2 separate regions of the Anser cygnoides genome follow, and region 2 is linked to region 1. The links are chromatin contacts, called in public Hi-C maps. All regions are on one chromosome and are shown on one strand. The core of a region is the stretch at or near the end of the contact, and the rest is flanking DNA. Distances in the headings are between cores, read along the strand shown. Region 1 holds the start of CCDC122 (coiled-coil domain containing 122). Region 2 holds the start of TPT1 (tumor protein, translationally-controlled 1).

The links. Hi-C and Micro-C count contacts between places; a contact is called where the count stands out from the background.
Region 2: a Hi-C map of liver shows a contact between it and region 1, with 2.4 times the contacts expected there. The contact joins the promoter of TPT1 here to the promoter of CCDC122 in region 1. A contact is called at or near these places in 3 of 7 Hi-C or Micro-C datasets (granulosa cells and liver).

What each region holds. Positions count from the first base shown.
Region 1 is chr1:181,095,866-181,103,671 of Taihu_goose_T2T_genome, reverse strand. It overlaps CCDC122 (coiled-coil domain containing 122), which reads left to right and starts at 4,443. Exons shown (of 5, transcript XM_013179691.3): 1 at 4,443-4,815; 2 at 5,533-5,663. The coding sequence starts at 5,550. All of the region lies in intron 1 of LACC1 (laccase domain containing 1), which reads right to left.
Region 2 is chr1:181,674,798-181,682,603 of Taihu_goose_T2T_genome, reverse strand. TPT1 (tumor protein, translationally-controlled 1) reads left to right here and starts at 3,032. Exons shown (of 6, transcript XM_066988516.1): 1 at 3,032-3,203; 2 at 3,370-3,443; 3 at 3,802-3,992; 4 at 4,714-4,819; 5 at 5,311-5,427; 6 at 6,805-7,027. The coding sequence starts at 3,176. The coding sequence ends at 6,807. It overlaps LOC125179878 (small nucleolar RNA SNORA31), which reads left to right and starts at 7,603; the gene lies at 7,603-7,738. It overlaps LOC125179877 (small nucleolar RNA SNORA31), which reads left to right and starts at 6,610; the gene lies at 6,610-6,739.

The DNA.
Region 1 (7,806 bases), core at 3,194-5,693:
TACACACAACCAAATGAAAAAAATAAAACACTGTGCACAGCCTCTGGTTTGTTTCTTCACTATGCTAACTGCAGTCTTTGCTCTGAAATCAAGCTGCATTGAGATTATTCAAAACCATCCTGTAGTTCACGGCTTGTCTTGCGGCTCATGGTGTACTTTCATTTTCTCTGTGTTGTTTTTTCCCCCGCCCCCTCTCTTCTGGGCTTCCTGTCTGCTTCGGAAACCTGCCTATCTCTTTCTTCCTTTTTCTGCTATGAAATATTTTTGAAATATTTTTTATGCATATTTTACATATTCCCTTAGAAGCATCTTATTTTATTTTCTCTGTCCTTGATAATTTTTCAGTGTTTCCAGTGAAAGCCTCCAGAGGTGTGGATCAAAAGACTGGATCCCTTTTCTTTGGGAACCTTGAGCAGATGGCTGTTTCATGACTAAGCACTGTGCTTTATCTGGGACGAATGTGACTCAGCTTTATCACCAGTGGGAAGACTCCATAGTTATTTAGATTATTCCTTAATACTGCCATTTCTCTGCAGAGGAATGAATTGTGCATGGACACAAATTAACACCTGATCAGAGACCTTTGTTTTATTGGACTGTTTATTCAGAGGAGGTTTTACAGAATGCATTCTTTATTTTCTTCATTGTTCTTTCCTCCAGACTGGAAGAAAAACAATCCTGACTGAAAATGATGTTTTCCTTTGTGCGACTTGAACGCTTACAAAGATTAATTAGCAACTATCAAAACAGGTGAACGGAAAGCATCAAAATGTGACAGCAGATAAAAGCATCTGCCAAGGAATTTATGACTCTCGATTTTGCTCAGGGTGTTATTTGCACACAACTGATAACAGATTTTAGAGAAAACAGCTTGCAAGGGAAACAGTGTCGAAACAGTCTCATATCAAACATCATGACTTGGGAAATCCAGAGATTTCTTTCCTTACCCTGACTCTCTCTGTGGGAGGTCAGTAAGAATATGACAAGTCCCAACCTAACTACAGCTAAAAGCCTCAGCAAAGATAGTACAACAGAGGGGTGTAGTGGAAAAACAGATTATTGCTCCACTTCAGATATGTCAACAGAGGAAAGTAAGTGGAGTTCATTGTTTTCCTCACATTTCCCCATGAGAATACCACCAAAGAAAGTGTTTGCTGAGGGAGAGGAAGCTGCCTGCATTATTATTAAGCTGTCTATGCATTGCAAAAAGTCCACAGAACCAATTATTGAGATGTACACACAAGAACAATGGGGCTGAGTCACCCTCATATCCTTCCAGTTTTGCATCACAGAGCTCTACTGAGGTCAGTGGTGTCAGAAGTAAATTTGCTTAGACTCGTAATAGAAATTCATGACTGCTTTCTAAGTCCCGCAAACAAAACCCTTCTCAAAATATGGGCTTGCCAAGCAAATCAACGCTTTGACTTATTAGAAATGCATTCATGGTTATTGAGGTTTTAAGCAACACGCTCTAGGTTCCGTGTTAAATGGAAATTCACACTGCACATAACTGTATCAGAGATAGAGCATAAAGTGCTCTAATAAAGGAGTTGGGCGTTCCAGTACACAGTGTAAGACAAATAGTTGCACAAACTTGAAGCCAAGGCCACCTGTCAGCCATTCCACTCACTCTCTGAAACTCTGTCTGCACAAAAATTTGGAGAGTACTAAGATTCTCTAGCACAGGCTTCAAGAAAATAAAATCAAAGAAAATGACAGATGATGAGGAGAGAGGAGAGGTAAGGAGAAGATCAAGAGTGAAAAGGAGAAATGCAAAGTGAACATAGAAAAGAAACTATGAAAGACGTAAAACCAAGTGGTGGAGAAGAGACAGCTCAGAAAGACATCTAAAAAGCAACTTTCAGAAAACCCAGAGGTCCAGTCCTGAAAATTCTCTGTCGGTCTAGACAAGATTGCTGGCAATTTCCTGCATCTGTGAGTCCTACAGATCATCTTATCTTACAGAAACTCAGAGAACTGACATTGTTCTGGGAAAATAGAACAGGAAAGAAATATTTAACATCATGCCAGAGAGAGATGCCCAGAGAAAACATTAAAGCAGTCCAAATCAACAGGGATGAGAGCACACTTGCAATAAAGCTTCAACAACAAAGCAAAACAAACAAACAAACAAAAAAACTTTAAAAACCTCTTAACTTGGATTAAAATAAAACATTATGCCTCTCTTAACTTAAGGGTATTTAGGAAAGGTGGAAGAAACAGAAATCAGCACTTAAAATTAAAAAATTGAAGTACACACAGTTTTTATAAGTAAAGTCAAGAGTTTAAAACACAAAAATTACTTACAACAGGCAGTCAATCCTTTTAACTTCTTGCAAGATATCATCTGCTATAAACACACTGCCAGCTTTATATATGTATCTCACTTCTCACTGTCAGTCTTGCAGCTGATTTGTACAAGATGGAAATTCCTATTCTAGGTAAGATTGGAGTGGGAACCTGTATTTCTTCTTCGTGATGAGACCCTGCTTTGTTGCTGTCACTATCCCCAGGAAATAACAAACTGTACTGAAAGGCATCACCGTGATTAAGGATTAAACCCGGAAGCAGCATTAACCCTGCCATGTAACTTACTGCTGTCATCACGCGTGCCAGTGCATTTGCTTAGCACCATCTCAGATTCAGAGACGTATGGCAGAACAAGAATACAGAGAAGTTAAGGGGAAACTTGTGCAGACCAAAAGTTTCCTTTTCTGAGGGATCTATAAGGCAAGGCACGCGTACTGGCATGTTCCAATGAAGGATTTAGCAGTCAGGCAAGAAAAAGCACAGTCAGAAAGGCTCCGACAGAGGTTAAGAGATGCCAGTCTTCACTGCCACCGCCTGAAATGAGGAAGGAAACTTCTCTTTGGAGCAGTGAGAAATTTTGCAGCGCTTGGTAAAAAAAGCCAGTGTTTTGACAGGGCAATTCAACAGTCAGAAGGCAAGTAGGGGAACGTGGAATTTGTATCAGGGTTTGTCCAAGAATCATATGGTAATAAATACATTTTCTCAGCCTTGCTAAAATCATTGTCATAGCAATGATAAGCATATGACAACTGAAGAAACAGACACAAAAAATTAAAATATTTTTTCCATGAACAGAGGAATCTGTAAAGTCAAATTTCCTACAAATTGCTCTCCTATGACTCCTGTCCCTTCTTTCTCTTCAAACTGAAATACACCTACATTTCTGCCAGGTCCAGGACACACCTCTGGAGTCCCCTGCCATTTCCCTTTTTGTATTGTCTTCCAGCATACACTGGGCAAAGGGATGAGAGCTGAACTCTTCCAGCATTCAGTCCCAAAGGGAACTGATGTGGGTATCTTGTCCTTCCTCTTCTGCCCAGTGGAGAAAATTTACATGAAGTACATTTTCAATTTTCATGAAGTTTGCAGAAAGCAGTTATCTTTGAGGCTTTCAGCCCACTGTCAAATGTGTTTGAACTAGGGCATGGCATTAAAAATTAACAGCAGGGGCTTGACAAAGAGAGACAAACAAAGCAATTTTCTTTCCTTTAATCAGACTAAGGAAGAAAAAAAAAGACTTACAGGGATTATTTTCAGTATAGAGTGCTGTAAAGGGATAAAGAAAAGGTCTGAAAATTGTCAGGATACAAAACAATACTGAAAATGTCAAACTGGGATTACTTCTCCAGCTGGTGTATTATACTGAGTTTCTGCCATCTCATAAAAGGGATGAAATAAACCCACCATATGCAGAGTCTAGCTGTTAAATTAAAAAAAAAAGTGGAATTTAATGTTAAAATTATTTAGCCTGGAATTGTGAGGAATATGTGTGTAGGCAAGATGCGTCCACGACTGCACATTAAGACTAGAGGGAATGGCCTCAAGTTGCGCCAGGGGAGGTTCAGGTTGGAAATGAGGAGACATTTCTTCTCAGAAAGAGCAGTCAGGCACTGGGACGGGTTGCCCAGGGACGTGGTGGAGTCACCGTCCCTGGGGGTGTTCAAGGGAAGGTTGGATATGGTGCTTACGGACATGGTTTAGCGGGTGACATTGGTGGTAGGGGATGGTTGGACCGGATGATCTTGGAGTTTTTTTCCAACGTTTATGATTCTTTATTTTTATTTTTTGGAACTCAACAGCACTCAGAAAAACTTAGGTCCTCTGCAGTGCATATCGAACACTAACAAATGATGACAGAAAACACAGTTTAATACAACGCCACTCGCTAACTCTGGGGACATAAAGGCGCCCAGGAGCCATATAAACGTGCCCCAGCCGCGGGACAAGCCAGGCTGCCCTTCCCCTCTCAGCCCCACGGCGCAGCCCCCACCCCCTTTCTGACAGGCTGCGTCGTTCCCCACGCTTCAGCTCTGTCTCCTGCTAGGCACGGCCGCCCTCCCCCGGTCCCCTAGCGCCGTTTGGAAGCCGGCAATGGCCGCCTCCCCTCACACCGCCTTCCTCCCCGAGGTTCCCCGTCCGCCCCCAAGCGCCTGAGGCCGCACCGCCCCACGGCCCCATGCCCGGCGCTCCCCGGCGGTTTGGGCGGGAAGGGGCGGGGGCGGCCATTACAGCCTTCCTGAGGGGGACGGAATGTGCGGGGCGCCCGCCTGGCTCCGTTCCTCTTCCTACGATTTTTGGGTGTTTGGGGCTCTGTGCCACAAGGGGAAGGGCTCCTCCGTGCTGAGGGGTGTGAGGGTGCTGGGGGAGCGCGGTAGAGGGGAGAAGTGAGGGATGGCCGCACGACAGTAGCAACAGCCCTACATACGAAATGACAAAGGTGGTTTCCTGGCCGAGCATACCAGCTTGCAGACGCAGTTCATCTGTGTGCCTTCTAATACGCTGAAGGTGCACTTTGTGGCAAGTCATATTTGCATGTTTTCAACACAATTTAGTTCCACTTTCTATTACAATACAGATTTTCTTCATTAATTTATGATATCTGAAGTGATACCAAGATGGTACTAAAAGCTTTCTAGTCATTGGGGTTTCTTTGTAATGATACTGGTTTGTGGTTTCCAGTGTGACAGCTTTCTCCATTTATTTTCTGTCATAAATTAAGGATAGTTTAACAGATAGTTTTGCAGTATGGTAACTGCAATAATGTAAGCATTCAGGCTAAATATGAATATATGCTTTAAATTGCATTTAAGATGTCTGCAGTAACATGCTCTATGTCACCCTGCTTGAGCAGAGGAGTTGGACTAGATGGTCTCTGGAAATCCCTTCCAACCTCAACCATTCTGTGATTCTGTGTTTCTGTGATTTAAAAAAAAAAGGACCTGTTCTTTGGAGAAGCCAGAAGAATATTGCAATATTTTATTTAATAAAACTCTGGAAGATAGAGTTCTGATTCTCAATCATCATCTTTGAGCATCTGCCCATTGGTAACCTCTTCTTGGTAATAAAAAATGAACAAAACCAAATTGAGTGTATATGATTATGTACATATAGCTAAACAAAATGTAGCATAGGGAAGTCCTTAGTATTGTACTCGTACGTTAACAGTTACCAATTAAACAGAATGTTGATAACACAATTCGCTTCTCTTTTATGTCTTTGTAGGTCAACTCTTCTATAAAATGGCCAAGCAGAATTATCAATCACTAACTGAAGTGGTAAAACAAGTTGCAGAGCAGCAGCATTTACAGTCATCAGAGATAGAAAAAAACAAAGCAGTTCTTTTCCAGTTACAGGTAATAAGCTTTCTTTAGAGGAGTTTAATTCATTTAATTTATTCATTAGTTGAGGAAGTATTCCTGTGAACAAGATAAGGTGATTGTACATTTTTTTCTGAGTGTTTGCATTTAACTGTAAGGCAGCTGTTCTATTCCACTGTGTGGTATTTAGGCCTTGCTGAAACTGCATGTGCATCATTATTTGGAAGGTTGCTCCTTAGCTAAGACTTCATTAGAGTAAGTTTTAGCAGAAGTTTTTATTTATTATTACTTTGAGAAAAAATGCTGAAATAGCCACAACATTAAATAATCAACATAAAGTTAGAGCTTTTTGCATTTAAAAAAAAGAAAAAAAAAGATTTTGAAAGCATCCCTTTTATCAGGTTTTCCAAAACTATCCTTTTTTCTTAGCATACAGAATGCTTTTTTTTTTTTCAGAATATTTTTTCTCTGCATGTTTAGCGGATGTCCATTTTTATTTTAATTATTTTTATTTTTAATTATTTTGTAAAACGTTAGATATGTGTAGTATTCCTGAAGACTAAGTAATCATTTCTGTTACAATCTCTCACAGAATTTGTTAAGCCTTCAATTGTCATTTAAACTTTGAGACCAAAAATGTCTGTCAAGAGACATACATTTAAGTATGAGGAAAACCACAACAGTGTTCAGACATTTTTGAGCATGAGAGAATGCAAAAGGAAATCCTATTATAATATCTGCAAATAGCTCTACAACTGAAATAACTGATATTTGAAATGTTGCACAAAGATATCTTATCTGAAAGAGCAGTGAAGACTTTTATTGGTTAGGAAAGTCTAATAACTGGCCACACCTTGCAAGAAGATTTCTTCTAATAATATACTGTAATATTTTGATGATATTATATTAATAATATTTCTGTGACATACTATGACGATGTAACAATTAACTTATGATCAAGCAATTAAGAGTTTCAGTTTTCAAAAACACACAGAACTTTACAGTCCTAGATAATTAATTTAGCTAATTTCTTTTCTTCCTCTCCAACACCTTTCTTTTTCTTAAAAAAAACTCACTACCATCACCACCACCACCACCAACAAAAAAAAACAACACACAAATGTTAGGAAATTCCGTACAAACATTATTGTTAGCAGAACAACTAAATTAAGTAGTTAGGAACTGAATGCAGAACCGCTTGTTCACCTTCCAGTCTATTCCCATATGTATGTGTCACAGTAGACATGTAAGACTGTAATTTCCTTTCCAAAATCGAAGATCTTTTCCATTAAGATCTTTTGTTCCCAGTAAATGGTGGCAGAGATACTGATCCTGCTAAAACTGTAACCCAGGATCTCCAAATTAAAAGTTATGCAGAAACATTTTGTTCTTAACAGTTGATAATGCCTTATTCTGTTCAAAGCATTGAATAGGATACTTCATAGCACACATAAATGCTTCCATTAGAGAAAAGATAATAGGCAGCATAAATCACAGTGCAAATTCTCTCACTTAATACACAATAGTTGGCTGTTACTTGGGGTGGGATTAATCACAGCAAACTTGCATCACCTACAAATCAGATGTTAAACCCATATTAGTCATCCAGGCTACCTCTGTAGTCAACAAAGGGAGACAAACATTTCTGAGGCAGCAATTCAACCCTCCCATCTTATGATGGCACGAAGTACTGCTTCCTGGAGCTGTTTGCTTCTCATCAGTGAGAAGATGTAGAGGCCTTTGTAGGACTAGGTGCCTATTTCTTAGAAGTTTAAAAATAGCTGGGATTAATCTTAATCTCAAATTTCCAGTGATGAAGACAGGATAAAGACTTCAGCAGAACAGGCTAGTTAGGCTCCATCACCCATCCATGTGTTTCTGTGCGTGTGTGTAAGTATGGGTTTGGTACCATGTGGTTTTAGTCTGATTTGGGCTAAAAGAGATTCGGTCTCTAAACAAACTTTAAGATTGGGTTTGATCCGTCAAGTACTATGTATCTTGTAAATATGGGGAAGTCAAAGTAATTTGGATAATACTTCATTTCATATTTTAGACTCAATCTAAGGTGGAAGTCTAAGCTATTCCTCCATTATGTCTCTAAGGTGATGATTTTAGGAAATAATAACTTTAATTCAAACCCCGTTAAGAAAGTGAAGTTTCTGTTAAAGAAATATAAATT
Region 2 (7,806 bases), core at 1,783-4,282, 580 kb before region 1:
CTGATGTAAAATGTTATCACTCCTCTGTGACTTTCACAGCCTCCTTAAAGGTTAGAACACACTGCCTCCATCCCTGCTCCACTGCCCAGCTTCACCTCTCTTCCTCAGCTTCATATCTCATTTATTCCCACACACTGCACCTCGCAGGTGGCTTAGTTGTGGGCAGGATCTCCTCGCTTTCCATACCATTCAAGGCAAGTCGCCATGATGGGCTGAAAGCATACTGTTTGCTTAGAGAAAGAATAGCAAAGTATCAGCTGTAGTCTGCCATTTTAATCCAAGACACAAGTAATTAGTTGAGCACAATGATCATCAGATGCTAATATTTAGTGTAATTGAGTAGCACTGCAGTAATTCATGACTAGCTGAGATGCATCTTCCATGAAAGAGGCTTCTTGCACAACTCTGTAGACACCTGCCTAGAAAATCCTGCTCAAACGATATTCAAAGGCTTATCTATAAAAACACAGGAATTTGTCAGCCCATGGGGATTTATATGTCTCCAGAGATGAGATGCACTGTCAGGAAAACCTGTCTTGTCATTTTAGATGTCAATCAGCATCTAAAATGCCCCCTGCTGCAGAGGGACCGCCTTTTTAGACAACTGCTTTGAAATGCATTAACCCTGGCTCAATGCATGAGGTGCCTACAGAGAAAGCAAGTGAGGAATACTAAAGTTTTCTTCAAAGAATGCTGTTTTCTGAAAAACTGTTTTTTAATGCATTTTCTAATCTATTTCATCACAAAGGATCAGCACGGTAAATAATTATCTGTTTACATGGCATCACAGGAAAATTCTCAGCACTAGTATCTCTGTGCTTATTGCAAAGCTGCCATGGTTTTGGCTGGGATAGAGTTAATTTTCTTCTCAAAGGCTCATATAATGCAGTGTTTTGGGTTTTTGATGAAAATAATGGTGATAACACACAGATGTTTTAGCTGCCGCTGAGCAGTGCTTTCAGAGCCAAGGACTGTTCAGCTCCTTGTGCTGCCCTGCCTGCGGGAGGTTGGGGCGCCCCAGGAGCTGGGAGGGGACACAGCCAGGACAGCTGGCCCAAACTGGCCAAAGGGATGTCCCATGCCATGTGGCAGCACACTCAGCAATAAGAGATGGGGGAAAGGAAGAAGGGAGGGCGTTAGGGGTGATGGCATTTGTCTTTTCAAGAAACAGTTACACGTGATGAGCCCTGCTTGCCTGGAAGTGGCTGAACACCTGCCTGCCGCTGGGAAGCGGTAAATCAACCCCTTGTTTTGCTTGGCTTGTGCGCACTGCTTTTGCTTTCCCCAGTAAACTGTCTTTATCTCAACCCACGGGTTCTCACACTTTTACCTTCCTGATTCACTGCCCCTTCCCACTGTGGGAGAAGTGAGCGAGCGAGCGGCTGGGTGGTGCTGAGCTGCCCACCCGGGTTAGACCGCAGCAAAGCCTAAAGCAATTTAAATATCACCAGGATTAGTCCCAGGATTTATTCACAGTTGTCTGCGTTTAAATCAGTTTTAGAAGCAACTCAGGTTAAAAGGGTGCAAAACCTTGTCAACGCTCCTAGTTTCATTTAAAGCTTTTAAAATTCGATGTTGATTTAGCTTAACTCCACATCAAATAGGTGTTCACACAGGAGCCTTGACCTATTTAACTGATGCATTTTAAACAAAAATCTCCCATTTCATGGCTGCAAGTCTGAATGTAGAGCTGCAGGAAAAGCCACCTGGAGGTCCATTTACTCTACCAGGAGTGCCAGAGGGTTTCTACCCTGACTCCAGTAAACAGGCAGTCACCGAATTTATACGAGGTTTCGATGCTACTATAGAAATATTCATTTTTTTCTAGAACAATCTCTTCAAAATGAAACCAAGCCGACGCACACCTACAAAGTGGATGTTTTTAGCTGCATATTAAGCTGCGGAGAAGGAGCCAAATGTTCTCCCGTCACTCAGCCCACTGCTAAAGATGTAAGCTGCTCTTTTTCCACTGTGGCAAGGCTCGCAAAGAAAGGGAATAGTTCTTATCAGGCCATCTGACACCGATTAAAAACACAAGTTTGGGGGCAGAAGCCCCTTCCTCAGGTCTGAAGTGGCCGTAGTAGTCTTGAAAGCAAAACATGGTGGAGAACAACCACTTATAAATTCAGATTATGTAAGCAGCTAGACCATCTAAAAAAAATTAAAAAAAAAAAAAGAAAAAAGGAATGAAAGAAAAAATAAAAGGCACTGATATATGGAGCAAAGGAAGGGATAGCAGGGGAGGAGGAGGAGATATAAAGAGGAGCTCTTCTGACCCCCACAAAGAAAGCAATGAGTAATTTACTGCCTGAGGAGGGTGAGGGACAGAGAAGTGCATCCTGTGAGGAGGATGAGGGACAAAGAATTGCATCCTGTGCCCTGCTATTCCGTATATCAATTCTGTGATTCCGATATCTCTGTCACGTCTGGGACTGTTGGCAGCATTAGGTGTTTTAAGTCCCATGATGTCTTCTGAAGGTTTTTTGTCAATGTCCCCTAAGAATCAGGGCTCAAGGGAGGTCTACATTTATTTTGATGGAGATAAGGTGATGCATGGAGGTGTGCGCAAGGGTGGTAAAACAAAGCCTAGGGCAGCATTACTGCCCTTATTATCCTGCCTTTCACCTCAGCCTGACTGCTGCGCCTAATCCTTGGAAGAAAAACAACATTTTTCTCTCTTTCCCCAGTCAGTCCATCAACAAGAAATGGCGTGTCTGTGTGCAAACCGACGTATCTGAGGGAAAAGGGAAAAGTAGTGGTAGGAGGAGCCTAACAACCTCTCAATCATTATTTTATTTAAGTATTATAATTTAATTAAATTATTATAATTTAATTATTATGACCGTTTATTGTTATTTTCAAAACACGGCCGAGCCCCTTGGCGAAGGGCATCGCCGTCAAGGGGGGGGGGGGGGGGGGGGTGTCACGAAATGGCGGCCGCGCGGGGGGCGCGCGCGCGCGTGCGCGGCGGGGTACGGAGGGCGGGCGGGCGGAGGGGGGGGCGGGAGCGCGCATGCGGCGCGGTGACGCGCCGGGGCCGTGCCCGCTATATGAGCCCCGGCAGGCGCTGACTCGGCCCTTTCCGCCTCGCTGCCGGCCGCCCGCCGCCCGCCGCCGCCGCGCAGAGCACTCCGGCCGCTCCTGCCCTTCCCTCCGCCTCGCCCCCGCCGCCGCCATGATCATCTACCGGGACTGCATCAGCCGTAAGGGGACGGGGGGGGGGGGGTGAGGGGGGAGAGGGTGAGGGGACGGGGAGCGGGCCTGGGCCGGGAGCGGGGCCGCGCATGCCCGCGGGGGGGGGGGGGGGCCCGGCCCCGAAATGGCGGCGGCTGACGGGCGCTGTGTGTGTGTGTGTGTGTCTCACCACAGAGGACGAGATGTTCTCGGACATCTACAAGATCCGCGAGGTGGCGAACGGCCTGTGCCTGGAAGTGGAGGGGAAGGTGAGTGGGCCCACGGCCTTCTTTTTGGGGGGGAGATGGGGTGGGGAGAAAAGGCTGGGTTTTGTTGGTTTTTGTTTGTTTTTTTTTTTGGGGGGGGGGGGGGGGGGGGGCAGTTCGAGGGGTGCCTCAGAGGGGTTGGGGGGGACACAGAGGGACCGCAGCCTGTAATAGGGCTGTGGCCAGGCCCCAGGAGGGGAGCCTGGCCCAGGGACACCCCGCTCGGGCTGCAGTCTGTGTTCTTGCCTCTAGCTGTGGCTCTGAAGTCATGCCCTGCTGTCAGGCCGTAGATGTGTAAGAAGAGCAGGAGTGTCGAGGTTTTTCGCAGAGCCTTGAAGTTTTTTGATGTCTCTAAATCTAGATGGTCACCAGGACAGAGGGTCAAATTGATGACTCTCTAATTGGTGGCAATGCCTCTGCTGAAGGTCCTGAGGGAGAGGGAACAGAAGCCACGGTCATAACTGGTGTTGACATAGTAATAAACCACCATCTTCAGGAAACCAGCTTTACAAAAGAGTCGTACAAGAAGTACATCAAGGACTACATGAAAGCGTAAGTGCGGGTGGGCTTTTTCTCTGGGTGGGACTGCAGGGTTCCTAGGTGACAGATCTTAAAAATAGCGTTGAGTTTTTTTTCTTAGTAGATGTTAGTTCTGATGCAGGTGCCAAACTGGCTGTGAAATTCGGTGATGTCTTAATACTTGGCAAAACTGAAGCTCTAAAGAATCAATACTGGACTATCTAAGCTTATCTTGGCTGAGGTAGAAGACCAGATCACATGCTTTGGGTAGTATTTGTAACCTTGTTGTTTTCTTTGATTCCTCTGTGCCAAACATTTGTGTGGAGGGGGGTGGGGTGGTAAAGGAGAGCTTCCTGAACTAGACAACTTAAATGTCCAAAGCTGTGTGTAAGATGGAGCTGTTTGCTAGTTCAAAATGTAGTTCCTATTGCTCAGACTTTGGTGGGCTGGCATTGAAGGTGAAAATGCTTTTTCTGTGATGCTGATGGATAATACTCCTGGTGTTCTAGAAATGACTTTTTTTTTGTCTAGCACAAACCCACAAGTAAAATGAGTTTGATGTGAGTGGCAGGCACTGTTCTTCTAATTCACTAGCAAAATGAAAACTTTGTGGGTTGGTTTTCTGGAGGAGTGGTGGGAAACACAACAAGATCAAACAGTGACTGCTGGTAACTTTCTGCTATGATGGGATGCTGCATGATGAAGTCAATAGGCTAGAATGTGCTTTCAAAGCTTGCTTTTTTTTTCCTCCCAGAATCAAAGCCAGACTTGAGGAACACAAGCCAGAGAGAGTAAAGCCTTTCATGACAGGGGCTGCAGAACAAATCAAACACATCCTCGCTAACTTCAAAAACTACCAGGTAACACAACTTGTGTTTCCTTACAGCAGTACTTTGGTAATACAAGCTGAGATTGGTTTGTCTGCTGAACTAGCTTGTTGAGTTCCGAAGCCCCCTGTTTAGGGACATCTCACTTGGACCCTCTCTGAGGGTGTTTGGGGCCCTGAGAGTCAGGGGAGAAATAGTTAGAAGACTTGTAGGTGTTTGGGGATCTTGCTTCAACTTTTGCAGTACTTGTGGTGATAACTACACGCAAAGTTAACTACATGGGAACTGTGGAGTTAAAGATGTGGGAGGTGAATCACTCTGGCCCCCGTTTCCTACTTCACTGTTCATGGCAGCGTGTTAATGCCATGTGGTACTAAAATGGACAGCTTGCAGAAAACAAACCCCCTGCAGCTGGTCAGCGAGGCTTTTAAACTTAGCTTGGAGATGTTGCAGCTTCTTTGTGTAATGGGCAGTGTCTCCTGGTGGTAGCTCACAGGATGTCTCAGTAACATGTTTCTCTGAAGTTCTTTGTAGGAGAGAACATGAATCCAGATGGCATGGTGGCTCTGCTGGATTTCCGTGAGGATGGTGTGACCCCATATATGATTTTCTTTAAGGACGGCTTAGAAATCGAGAAATGTGTAAGTGCTGACCTCAATCGGGTCAACGTGCCTAAATATGTCATTAGCTCTTCAGTCACTCAGCTGTATCTCTGCTGAAAGCTGAACAGTAACTTTAAGAACCTGAAGTTCACACAAGTACAGTCCGACTGCTGCTTCGTGTTACGTAAAGTGGCCGAGACTTCCCTTGTATGCCACTGAATCACGCTGAAGGGGGGCACGGCTTCCCTGCGGTGACTCACCGTGACGTAACTGCTGAGAAATGCAGGAGGAATTGCCTCGGTGAGCTGTGTGCAGCGGGTTATGTCTTCAGGCTGTCAGTTGGAAAACAATGCCCCCTGAGATGGAGCGCTTCTGTTTTGGGTCCCTCTGCTGTGGGTTAACTCTGGAGCGCTGTACATTATTGTGTTTCACTCTTTTCCTTTATCTGCCCTTATTTTGCTACACAAGAGCTGTGTTTAAACGTTGCCCTAAATTTGGGAACATGGTGACACCTGACTGAGTACTTAACCTTACTCTGCGCTCAGGCAGCACCTCTGGTCTGCTTTCTGGTTAATTGTTTGAATGTGGTAGCAATGAAACTATTTAGATCCCATTGCTTGCATGTTTTGGCTTATTCTGGGAGCGTTACGATTTGTTGGGGACCAGCAGCACAGGATCAATCCCTGATTGCTTTGTCCAGTTATCCTGGACTTTGGCTGGCTATGAGCAGGCTTCCTAACTCACCTGTAGAGCCATTTACAGGCTTTCTGGTGTGCAAGTTGTGTAAAGATGCCACAACCTCTAGTGTCGCGCAGTAGCCCGACTGCAGGAGCTTGTTATTGGCCAAAACAGCAGCTCCTATGGCTTCACTGAAGCGTGGTGTGTCCTGGACCCTGGAAGCCCCTCTGAGCAGAAGCCTGTGCACCTTCCCTGTAGCTGGGCAGAGTTTTTGGGTGTACCATCAAGGCAACTCCATGTATTTCAAAGTGGGGGTTAAAGAATAGAAGCAGGGCATCCCTACTGGGGGGGGAAATGTTCACAGGTTTTTGGTACGGCTCCTGTAAGAGCACGTACATCAGACCTAGAGCCTGTCCTGAACAAGTACTAACTTGAGAGGAAATCTGAAACTCGGTGCGTCAAGCAGACAGGATGGGAGTGAGCATTCGGTCTGGCTTGATCCAACAGCTGATGCCAGCAGCTCCCTGAGATCATAAAAACGCTCAGCATCCTCTGATAGACCACGAGCAATTTTCCTGTGGCTCTCTGGTTTGCACTGAGATGCAAAAATAACTTCCTTGTGCTTTCTGCCTGCCTGGCTGTGGCAGCTCAGATTGAATTGGGGAATACAAAAATAAGTTGCAGAAACTTACTGTGACTGTCGTGACCTTGAGCTAACGCCTGCTACTCTTGTTGCAGTAACGAATCAAACAGTATGGTTTCGGATCACCTGTCTTCATAGCTGGCTGCTGTTTCTTCATCAGCACAACACCAGGAATCGGCGATGTCTAACAACTGGACTGATGTCATCTTGAGCTTTATTCACTTAATTTTGACCCTGATTTGGAGTGGAGGCATTGTTTTAAAAAAGAAAAACATCTGTCATGTAGGTTGTCTAAAATAAAACTCTCATTTAAACCCATCCTAGGTGATGCCTCTTGGTCTAATGTGTTTCTTAGTGGCTTGCAGGAGAGGTTTCAGCAAGAGCTTTGTCTGAGGACTTGGCGGTGTCAGGAGCACAGCCTGGTTTGTTGCCACTGGGCTGTCTCCAGACAGACTTCGTGCAGTTGCTGCCTGTGGCACTGGAGTGCAAGAGCAGGCTGAGGGGAATAAGGCAAAGCCTGAGAACTGCCATCGTAACGAAGTGGACCTTCTTCATCTTTTGTGATTGCACAGACTTCCATCTCTGGAAGAAATACCAAAATTAATTGGAGAAAAAAAATGGAATATGTGCTACTCAAGCTAAGCGCTGGCTGAGCTGCTTCATCAGACGAGGATGTTTGAGTCCGTCCTCAGAGGTAGTGTGACTTCGGGATTAAGGTAGGAGGATGGGTGGAGCAGGAGTCCAGCACCAGCACTCGGAGCGGTGGTGCCGGCTCCTCTCCGACAGGCAGCCGGGAGCACACTGAACAGACCCCGCTGGAGTTTCGGGATTTGGGTGCGTGGCGGGGCTTGGGAGTGACCCGGGTGCTCGCAGCTTGCTGCTCCTGCTGGGGAACGCATCCCTTTGACAGACCTGCAGCAAACACCCGTTGCTTCTCTGGTTCTTGTCGAGATGTGACTGCAACGGGCTCCTTGCGCTTTCTGCCTGCCTGGCCTCGTGGCAGTCCGGATTGAAGAAAGGAGCACAAAGGCCCTGGGGCGGCCTCACCAGGGCGAGTGGCTCTGTGCTCTGGGGGCAGCGGGATGGCTCCTCCCTGG